Regions from separate parts of the Anas platyrhynchos genome. Here region 1 is linked to region 2. Evidence: chromatin contacts called from public Hi-C data. All regions are on one chromosome and are shown on one strand. The core of a region is the stretch at or near the end of the contact, and the rest is flanking DNA. Distances in the headings are between cores, read along the strand shown.

Region 1 (5,264 bases), core at 805-3,304, 180 kb after region 2:
CTCACTACATGATATTCTACATAAATTAGGTTAAAAACAAGATCTCTGAAAGGAACTGATGCAGTTCAGCACCCACTGCCATACAACCACAGGTGTAGATGCTGTGATACTCCTGAAGCTGCTTCTGTTGCCCCAGCAGGTTCTACCCGCACACAAGATGGTCCAAGCAGACACGCTGTCTTTGTACTAAACAGGCTAGGGAGTAATTGGCAATTACATTCGGTATCTCTTGTTAGGGATGTTTCCATAATTCCTTCAGCTTTTAGCCAAGCAGCAGTAGTAAGTAGGTGGGGATGGAACCTTCTGGAACTATTTGATTTACTAGACAATATCTAACCCACCTCTACTAACTCCCATCATTCTAGGACTTCAAGAATGAAACTAAACACAAAAATAGGATAAATATCCTTTCAGTCTATCTAATCACTGCCTCTGAGATACAAATAACTGTCCAACCATATTCTAAGCAGGAAAAAAATTGATTCAAGTCCCAATTACACAGATTTCTAAGATTGGAACAAGCATGGTAACTGTTCAGAATTATTTTATCACTTTTAGCCATCAAATTCAATCTCAGCAGACACTAAGGATGGGAAATACTGATATTGTTTCAGTTCTTATTGAAATTTTCTTGTTGCATTGCTATCATAGCAGACACAAGTCAATGAAAGTACCTTGGAAGAACACAGCTTCAGCAATAGCTCAGATGAAGAGACAGGTCATTTAATAACGATAATGTAATTTTATTGCTTTACCTGCAGTGATCAAATGATATACGTCTGAAATTAGTTCGTGGATGGTCTGTTTATGAGAAACAAAGCACAGGATTAATACAAAGTATGCCAGGTAACAAAGAAACATTTGAAGTTACATTGCGCAATCTGTGTGGTAGCAATTTACCAATGACAAGAATAAACACAGTAAGCTCTGCAAACCCATAACTAAAATCAGATTCCTACTGTAGAGCACAAATACGCTCCTCAACGGAAATAACAATCAGAATAAAACGAGCAGAGATCCGACAGACTGACAGCACTGCATTTAAATGAGATGATTAATTTGTAAGTGCCTTCATGCTCTGCCCTACCGGTAGATGCAGAACTTGCTGAGGGCAAGGAGAGTTCATCTGGACGTCACACCTCCAATTTCAGCATTTTTCATGCTCATCAGTGTCACCAATTTTTGGACCCGCAGTTACAAGGCTCAGCAGTTCCAAAGCCAACCCAGGGAGCGCTCAGACATCCCTGCAGCCTGTAGGAGCTGTGCTCGAGGAGCTCCTTTCACCGGCCACCCTGAGCGACGTGACCCCGTGCCAGAGCCCTCGCACCGCTGCTCAAGCAAAGCAAGGGACAGAGAGTTTAGAGAAGGAAGTCTGCGGAGCTCCAGCAGAGAGGAGACTGGAAATTTGAGTGCAAGCGTGGAGACAAGGCCAAAGGAGACGGAGAGCAGCCCGGGGGTGCCTGAGGAGGGCAGCCCCAGCCCCAGCCCCGGCGGGGAGCGAGGCGCAGCAGCAGACCCGGGGCAGGGCCGCGGGGAGGAGGCACTCACCTGCCTTCTTGCCGCCGTAGAACTGCGTGTACTCGGCGCAGGTGATGTACCTGCGGGCAGAGCGGGGTCACCACACGGCACACAGCCACACGGCCACCCCCCCGCGCCCCCCGGCCGCCCCCCTCCCCGCCGCCCCGCTCACATCTTGTCCTTCTGGTGCTGCCGCTTCCCCATGGCTGCGGCTCGGCCCCGACCGCCGCCGGCACCCGCACGGCTGAGGCCGCGGAGCTTTTCCGGGGCGGGTGCGGCTCCGAAGGGCCCCGCCGGGAAACGCGGGCGGCGAGCGGCGTTCCGGGGCCGGCCCTCAGGAGGCGGCGGAGAGGGAGAGCCTCGGGGGGCGGCTGAGGGGAGCCGGGGGGCGGCCGCGGGCCCTGCCGGGGCCCCTCAGCTCAGGGGCGCGGCGCCACCCGCTCGGCAACGCCGGGCCTCGGGCACGGCTGAAGGCGTGAGGGGCTGAGGGAGGGCAGCTCCCGCTCGTCAGGCGGCCTGGTGGCCGCTTCCACAGAAAAAGTAGAAAGTAAAAAAAAAGAAATGGTGCGTTCAGCTGGTCCAGATCAGACTCGAGTGTCGTCCCGCCCCTCCCCCGAAGTGATTCCAGTTCAAAGTGTCCAAATGGACTGGGAGAGCCGATTTGTTTCTGCAGCTGCACAGGCCTCCTTTCCAAAAAGGCACAGCTCGGAAGCATGGAGTTGAAAATGGATAAAACGTAGCTTAAGGCCATGCTACCACCATGTTTTTCTGTCATGGTATATTGAACTGCTGGGAGCAGAGGTCAAGGAAACTGGGGCAGCTCTCCCTAGCTGGACGGTTGTGTTGCCCCAAGGAGCACATCTCTCCCTCCTCGGGTCCAGCCCGCCATGTGGCTGCAGACACCCACCAGAACACAGCCCTCAGCAGCCAAAATCCACAGCAGTGCAGCTATTCCTCGCCACTGCTGCCTGGCATTCCTCACAAGGGTGAGAGATCGACTGTTTCTGCTAGAAGTTGCTGTACATGGCATGCACTACACCCCTGTAACAGAGGGGTAATTTTTAAATACAAACACTGACTTCAATAATAATTTTCTTACTCAGAAACACCCCAACTAAGGCAGTAAACTGGGACACACCTAAATAGTTGGGCCCTGGCAATAACTGAAGCCATACACTTGCTTCCTTCCCAGCACCAAGCATACTTCAGTGAAGAAAACAAGTTGACTGATTTGGTTTCAGTGCAATTCAAAAACCACTCCACAAGTGAACTGCTGGCAGGGCACCAACACCATTTTGTTATTATGGAATGCCACACAAACAACATTGCCATAACTGGATGAAGTTTGTCACTGCTTTCAGCAGTGGTTAAGGGAGCCCTTTTTACTTTGGGTTGCCTAAAATAATGAGTACTCCCCACATAGCTCCTGCCCCTTCAGAGGAGATGTGGCTTTAGGATGTAGCTGCTCTCAGGTGACTACAAATACTTGTCTGATCCTGCTCTTAGAGTAAAGATCACCCAGACAGTATTATGTATTTCTAGAGACGTTAACATGATTCAGCTTGTGTTGACGTTTCTGGAGATGCCGTTTGTAATATAAATATAAAATTCAAGACCATGTTTGTTTTTTCATTTTTTAAACCAATGCGGTGTTCATTTATTTTTGTACTTACAAAAAGAGCCATCCCATTGTATCCCTCCCCCTCCCCAAAAATGCCTTTTACAAACATTTAAAAATTAAAAACCAGATGATGACATGTTAATTTGGTAAATTATTTTGAAACATAGCTTTTGTAATATTAGAGTTAGATTTCCTACAAGATGACTTTGTAGAGATAGCCTGATTACTGGCCAAATAAAATTCCATATTACAAGTTAGCAAATTCTAGTACAAAAATAGTCCATGTGTTAGAACAGCCTCTTATTATTATTATATTCACAGGAAAGAGTCTATTGGCTGTATAATATGTTAATATTTATGAAATTTCTTTTTATGTGGCTCATTCATCTAATTTAATATAGTGTTGAGCCTCAATAAATCCTCAGTCAAAAAACCCTAAACAGGGTTAAATATGCTGTTCAGTGTACTCTGAAGTACTGTGCTTTTCACAGGACATCCAAGAAACCCTACAAACAGTTCTCAGCTAGTTTTGATATTAAAATGAGATACAGATCCAAAAGGACCCCCCTGAAGTACATATCCACGACTTTCCATAGAAACAGAGGCCACAGCTTCGATGGTTAAGTTTCACTTGGGAAACTATCTAGGTCATCCACTCATTTTCATGGATCCACTTGTGAGCTTCTTTAAAATCTAAAGCAGGTCACTCGAGAAGCATCTGGGACCCTTATGGCACTGCCCTCTTCAGCAGCGTTCCACACTGACCGGGCTCTCTCTCTTCTTCGGTCTCTGGTTAATGCTGTTCAGCAGTTTCTATCAGACCAGGCGCCTCAAGGAAAATCTGGGGAAATGCTACTTATCTCTCAAGATGTCTAGCTGCTCTTGATATTCTGTGAAAAGCCTCTGGAAGCGGAGGTTCTGTCCAATAACAGGAAGAAGTTCTTTCAATAGTTCTCTCTTTCGTAAACCCTGCAAAACAAAAAAGAAAAACACAAAAGCATCCTTAGAATGCATTATTTAATATCATGAATAAAATCCATAGGACTGCAAGATTGTCTTTTTTCCTGCCTGGAAGGAGCTATGTAATTTTATGTTCTTACTGTGCTTACATGACTCCCAAAATAAAAACTGTTTTTACATTTATATATTCATTAAGCTGGTGCAGCCTCTGCACAGCTAGACTTCAGGCATGCTCTGAGGAGAAAAGACATTTTATTGGCATGTCACTATTTCAAAGCTGCTGTCTGAACAATGTGGAGACCTGAAAACTCAGCTCTACTCCCAACTGATTTTTATTCAAAACAGCACCAGTGCTGAGACCATGGCATTAAGTATTTGTATACAGTTCCACATGAAATAAATACAAGTGCCATGAGAGGAAGCCTTCTTACGAGATAGGAATAGAGAATGGAAAGGGTTGCAGGATTAGCAAAAAATCATTTTTGATTTTTTTTTTGTCACTAAGTTTAACTGTATCTTACGTTACACTGTTATCCATATTCTGTAATTTTCATGGGAAACGCTCCCTCATTCTTTGTTAAACTATTATCAGGACTTACCATTACTGTTGATTCCCACTGACTTCCAGCTGAGTAATGGACTGGACCCAATAAATCCTTGCATAATTCTCGCAAACGATATTCAAACCCTGAATATCATCAGAAATAAGATCACGTTCATAGGATTTCTGTATATAAAACCACTACAAAATGTAACTGACAACATTTTCAAGAAAAGAGTTGCAAGTATCTAGAACAGGATAAAGACAAAATGCATGATTTCTGAAAAAATATATTAGTATATATACAGAGATATATTCATAGAAATTAACTTAAGGAGCTCAACACTACTGATTGTTGAAATTTTAAAATGTAAAAATGCATAAAGTGCAAGTAACAGAAGCAAACTCACTTCTTTGTGTGCTCTGGTACAAAGTATCAAAGGCTTAGCAATTCTTCCACTTTTCGACATACCCTGATCATCAGTTGGCAGAGGAACATTACATGTTTTACAAGGTGTTGCTGCTTCTGAAATGTATGTAGTTGCTGCCTCATAATGCATATGATATAACCTGACAGACCACCGCATGTTATTTTTCCCCTTATCAAGATCCACAGATGGCACT
Region 2 (5,124 bases), core at 1,259-3,758:
ACTGATTTTATTTTATTTTTAAAGGTAGTATCTGCAAAGGGTTTTTAGTCACCCTTCTCCCCTCCCTGGTAGAGTAGCTGTAAGTACAAATGCTGTTCTGTTGATTCTCTCATCTCCCTCTTAAGCCCTGCAGAATGAGGACATGCTAAGCAGAAAATACTTTTCTGTATTCTTTCCTTTCCACTACTTTGCGCTTCTTAAGCACAGTTCTGCTGATATATGGCACTTCTAAAAAATCATCCTGCGAAGAATCTCTGCCTGCCATCAGATGTATGCAAGAAGCTGAGTTCCTGTCTGTGGCCCATTTTTGGGTTAACACAACGTGAACTGGTGGAGGCCAAGTCACGTACAATTCTGCAGGTTAGTTCTGCTCAGTATAGCAACGTAAGGATGCGCTTTCTTGTGGCTGATAGCAGTATGGTGTGGGAGCCTGAGCTGATATTTTGAATAAAAGTAGGTGCTGGAAGGTGGAACAGGTATTCTTAGTTCAGACATATATTTTCGTGTTTGACATTATAACTGCAATATTCTTTTAATGTAATTTTTAACTCAGCCCCACTATGTTTTTAGCATGCACATTAAAAGAGAAAAAAAATCATCTGCAATCATATCATTCACTCCCCCTGGGTAATGGGTAGGGGTGTGATTTTGAGCTTACAGCACAGACCTACAACTCTACTGCCTGCACAGAGTAAGTAGGAGTAATGGAAAAGCATCCTTTCTAAATGTACGTGTCACTAGAATGGGCAGAGATGTTTCTTGTCAGCTGTTAAGATATTTGCTGGCAGCACAGGGATGAGTGTTGAGATGTGGGAATAATGGGTTCATTTCCAAGTTCTACAGCGGATGAATCTAGATGTCCTGCTGCCTTATTCTGTATAACGTTATCACAGTGTATGACTGCTTCCTCTCTCCCTGTCCTGTAGCACAGCTTCCAGCTCCTGGCCTGTGCTCATCTTGATCTCCACAGCATGGTTCCTTACCCCCCAGCTCCTCCCTCCTTGCTGCTTGCCCATCCCTTTTGGCCTGCATCTCTCTTCCCTCTCTCCTGCTGGGGATGGCTGTAATCCCCAGAGGAATGTGGCCCACAGGCCTCTGCAGGACCTGGGCGTGTGACTCCAGAGAGCCTGCGATGGGGAATGCAAAGCAGGAAAAAGCAATCTTGAGGTCTCTTCCAACCTAGAAATTCTGTGATTCTGTGATTCTGTGATCTCGTGTCACCTGGCAGCACAGGGAGGGGAGAGCTGGGGATCTGCGGGCTGCTCAGTGTGCTTGGCTCTCCAGTTGTCTCATCAGACAGAAAAATAGAGGCTAGACTTTTCGGCTGCATGTGTTATTTCCCTATTCATTGTGTCTGGGTGATGTATTCTCTGCCTGTGGTTTTAATAAATGTCTTTCTAAGCTACTTTCTGCTTCAGTCCCCCTTGGGATAGCTCTTTCCAACTCAGCTGCATCAGTATGCTGAAGATGTTAAGTTGAACGTGTGGAACGGGAAAAAGGAGAACTTCCCATAGAGCATCTAAGGAAGCTTTAATAATATCACTATGAAGCTGCTGTATGTTACAAACCTCACCTGAATGTTAAGTTGCACAAAGCTCTCTCAATCATATTAATTCCTCCTCCCTCTCTCTTTTTTTTTTTTTTTTTTTTTTTTTTTTTTTTTTTTTTTTATGTATATGTCCACAGAGCACTCAAAAGCATTTGCAAGGAGAATCCCAAACTGCTGTTAGGACGCAGACTTGTGCTGGGTTCTAATAATACCTTGCAGGTAGGATGTTGCTGTGTTTTAGAGCATCCTGAACATTTCAACGGGGATATGGGGGGGGGGGAGGGGGGAAATCATTGTTCTGTGTTTGGAAACTAAGTTTAGTTCTATGTAGTAAGCACCCATCTTAACCCTGCTAGAGCAGAACTACACCCCTTTTCTAGCAGAAACCAGAGTTGTTGTTAATTAATGTCTTGCTGAAAACTAAGTCTTTGCCATCTGTTCCGCCCCCTCACTACGAATGCCACTCTCATTATGTTGATTATGTAATTAAAAATGAAAATATATTTTGGTAGAGTGCTGCATAGGCATCTGTGCTGATTCTTCTGTTCCTATTCGCTGCCCCCTGCCCCCCAGCCCATACAAAAAGGAAAAGACAACAATTGTTTGGCTCGCCAGGAGCTTTATGCTGAAGCTGTGGCACTGGCTGCCAGACTGGTGCACGTCATGGGAGCAGCCACTTGAACCCTGCTGTGTTTGAGCTGCGAATCCTTCGGAAACCCTGGTTATTAGGTTCATGAGAAATCCGTGGCAGGAAGCTGCCCCTTAAACTGAAGCGGCTTTTAGTTCTTGTGATGGGTTAACTTGAATCCAGATCAAGAAAAGTGAAAAGAAAAGAGGCCTGGCTACTTTATAAGTGATAGCGTGACCTCTGAGATCAGCGAGGCTGCTCGTGTTACAAATATGGCCTGTGTCTATCTAAGGGTGGAGGAAGAGAAAAAGAGGAGGGGTAGCTTTCCTGTAAGTGGGTTAGAGCAATTACTGAGGTCTCTTACAGCAAATGAAGTTGTCAGTGTGAGTCACATTCCCTTTTTTTCCTCTCCCTGCCAAGTTTTAAGCAGTAACCAGACAGGGAGGAAAAAAAAGGGAAAAGTAACAATGGAGAAAAGTTGAACTGAAACAACCCTTCATTCAGGGTATTGTTTGACATTTTAGTTCTGATTGTACATAGAGATAAAGGGTCTATAAATATCCTGTCTGCTGAAATTCCTTATCACAACATCGCCTGTCAGCTGAACAAATAGGTTAGGTTCTCCAAATACTACCTAATTACGTATGTAAATACAAAATTACTGATTATATCCCTGCACCACGTGGAGTGAAGGCCTGATCACTGGAAGGGACATTAACTTTGTCTGTTTTACGGAGAGATGCCCCAGTCTCAGGAGAGCAAGCGCCATGTACAGCTGTTGCTGCTGAATTGGTGCAAGCTCCAAGACCAGACTGAACGAAGCAACAAGATATTTATCTGGCTAACGAGACTAGATGAAAGCATATTCTGATGCTTTTGAAAGTATCTTAGCATTTAGTTCTGTTTAACAAATGGCTGGAAGCTTTTCTACTCTGCTTTAGAGCTTTTAATGAAGCATTGTGATTCCCATTGTGGTTGATTGTTTGACACTTTTATTATTACTGGTATGCATAGCGTTTTTTAATGTTTGACAGCTGGAGAAAGAAGTATTTTGTGCATTCAAACTTTTAGTACAAAGCTGCTGTTTTCCATTCTGCCTTTGTCTTTTATTCTTGCTGATGCAAATCAACGAAAGACAGAACTGATGAAATTACGTTTGTTTACTTTTTACTTGATAATAAGACACAGCCAGCCTTTTATAAAAGACAGAAATAGGGGATGTGAATGTTTCTACAGTATTTCTAGAAAGGGTTTTTTTCTTACAATATAAAGGCATTTATTTGTTTCATATGTCTTGATTTATAAGATAATGTGCACTTCCTAATGCATGTGGAATAAGAACGGAGCAATGAATGACAGTTAGCAATGGATTCCATTTGGAAAGCTCACAGCTTGTTGTTTTTCTTAATTCAACAGTATAAATGATCATAGCACATCACAAGATAAACACACCAAGATACCTCTGTCCTTCACAGTAGGACTGCCTCTGATCATTATTGCTTATTTGTATATAGCTATACAAAAAACCCACTCCATCAGCTTTGGCTTTATACACAGGTAATTGTTATTGGGTACTGGCTTTGATACATTGGTATGATATTGGAAAGAAACAATCACCGAGAGGCAGGGCTGCAGAAATTGGATACCCATGATTGTTTTGGTGAGTAATGCGCATGTCTTGTGGATTGTGTAATACTTTTTTTTTTTTTTAAATGCTTGTTCTGAGAAAGAAGGCCTGCATTTATCTATCTGGCTTGTGAGTGTGCATGCAGGCAAAAAGGTCCTGGATTGGGAGTACATTTCTAGATGTCAGTAGCTGCAGCAGAAAGATTTTGGAAGGAGTAAAAGGCAGAAACAGGAGAGGAAGATAATGAATGGAAAGGAGGTAGCAAGAAAGGCACTTTAAAACTGCTCTCATGATCACTGTTTCCTGCATTTTGACCAGAAAGGACAAAAGGGCAGCAAAGGATGGCAAAGGTAACAGAGGTGTCTGAAGGCTTTCCAGCAGTGTAGCCAAATCTCCCTGTTCTGCAGACAAAACTAGACTGACAGAGTGATATCACATGGCAGCTGAGCCAGATCTAATGAATTGCTGGTATCAAAAAGGGCAGTTCTGCTCCCAGCCTTGCTGCTTTCTTTATACAGGTCTGGTGCTTGTCTGGACCCTTTGAGTTTATGCAGCTCAATAAATGGTAAGAAAATGAATTCAGCAAAAATTAGTGAAGTTCCAGCCCAGGAGGGAAGGAGGGTTAGACACTGTGAGAAGCAAAACTGGAACTGCAATGAGTGGGAGAAGCATGGATGTCAGATTTTTGCTGCAGGTGTGGGGTGTTCTGGAGGATGCCTTGCTGCTACCCTACACCTAACTTCCCACTTCATCTCCTAGGTGGTGCCTCACTGAAAACGGCATGAAATGAGCATGGACTGATCAAAAGTCCATGAAAAAAAAAGTCCAAGAAAAGTCCATGAAAAAAGTCCAAGGAAAGACGCCTGGACAGGTGAAGGGAGGTAATCCAGCAGTGCCAGGCCACACAGCAGAGAAGGGAATGACCTGCTGCAGGAGCCCAGGAGGGTGTTGTCATGGGTATGAGTAGTGGAAGAGGAACCAAGAAGGAAACAGGACGTGTTCAGAATGACTGCAGAATGCTGCTGCAACAAGCACTGAGAAAATGCTGGAATATGGGGCAATGGTCCCATCTTGCTTATCCAGCTCTCGAAGGGTTTTTCTCGTGTATCCAGGTAGCAGGCCTGGAAGGGGGAGTCCTGTTTATTTCCATTATTTAGGTATACATTTCTCCAAATTGAGATTTGATAAGAGGACAGCTGCTGCATTTTTATTATTTGAGACAAGCGGCAGTAAAAGCTGTTCAGAGTTCACGATGGAAATGTATCCGCATATTGGCATTTATCCAGCTGTACTTCACAAAGGTAAATGGGACGTGAGAGT

The links. Hi-C and Micro-C count contacts between places; a contact is called where the count stands out from the background.
Region 1: a Hi-C map of skeletal muscle shows a contact between it and region 2, with 2.2 times the contacts expected there. The contact joins the promoter of PPIL2 here to the enhancer-like site in region 2. A contact is called at or near these places in 3 of 8 Hi-C or Micro-C datasets (liver, skeletal muscle and subcutaneous adipose tissue).

Annotation. Positions count from the first base shown.
Region 1 is chr16:10,280,147-10,285,410 of IASCAAS_PekinDuck_T2T, forward strand. PPIL2 (peptidylprolyl isomerase like 2) reads right to left here and starts at 2,055. Exons shown (of 20, transcript XM_027469628.3): 1 at 1,691-2,055; 2 at 1,549-1,598; 3 at 756-801. The coding sequence starts at 1,722. HIRA (histone cell cycle regulator) reads right to left here. Exons shown (of 24, transcript XM_027469625.3): 23 at 4,699-4,787; 24 at 3,139-4,108. The coding sequence ends at 3,992.
Region 2 is chr16:10,102,198-10,107,321 of IASCAAS_PekinDuck_T2T, forward strand. PPM1F (protein phosphatase, Mg2+/Mn2+ dependent 1F) reads left to right here. Exons shown (of 8, transcript XM_072024262.1): 8 at 1,687-1,768. The coding sequence ends at 1,755. Among named protein-coding and RNA genes, the nearest start is that of MAPK1, 10 kb to the right of the region's middle. Within about 2 kb of position 2,509, at least 1 of the 8 cell types and tissues checked has an H3K27ac peak or open chromatin away from gene starts, as enhancers often do. A contact at or near this core is called in subcutaneous adipose tissue, where this site is marked.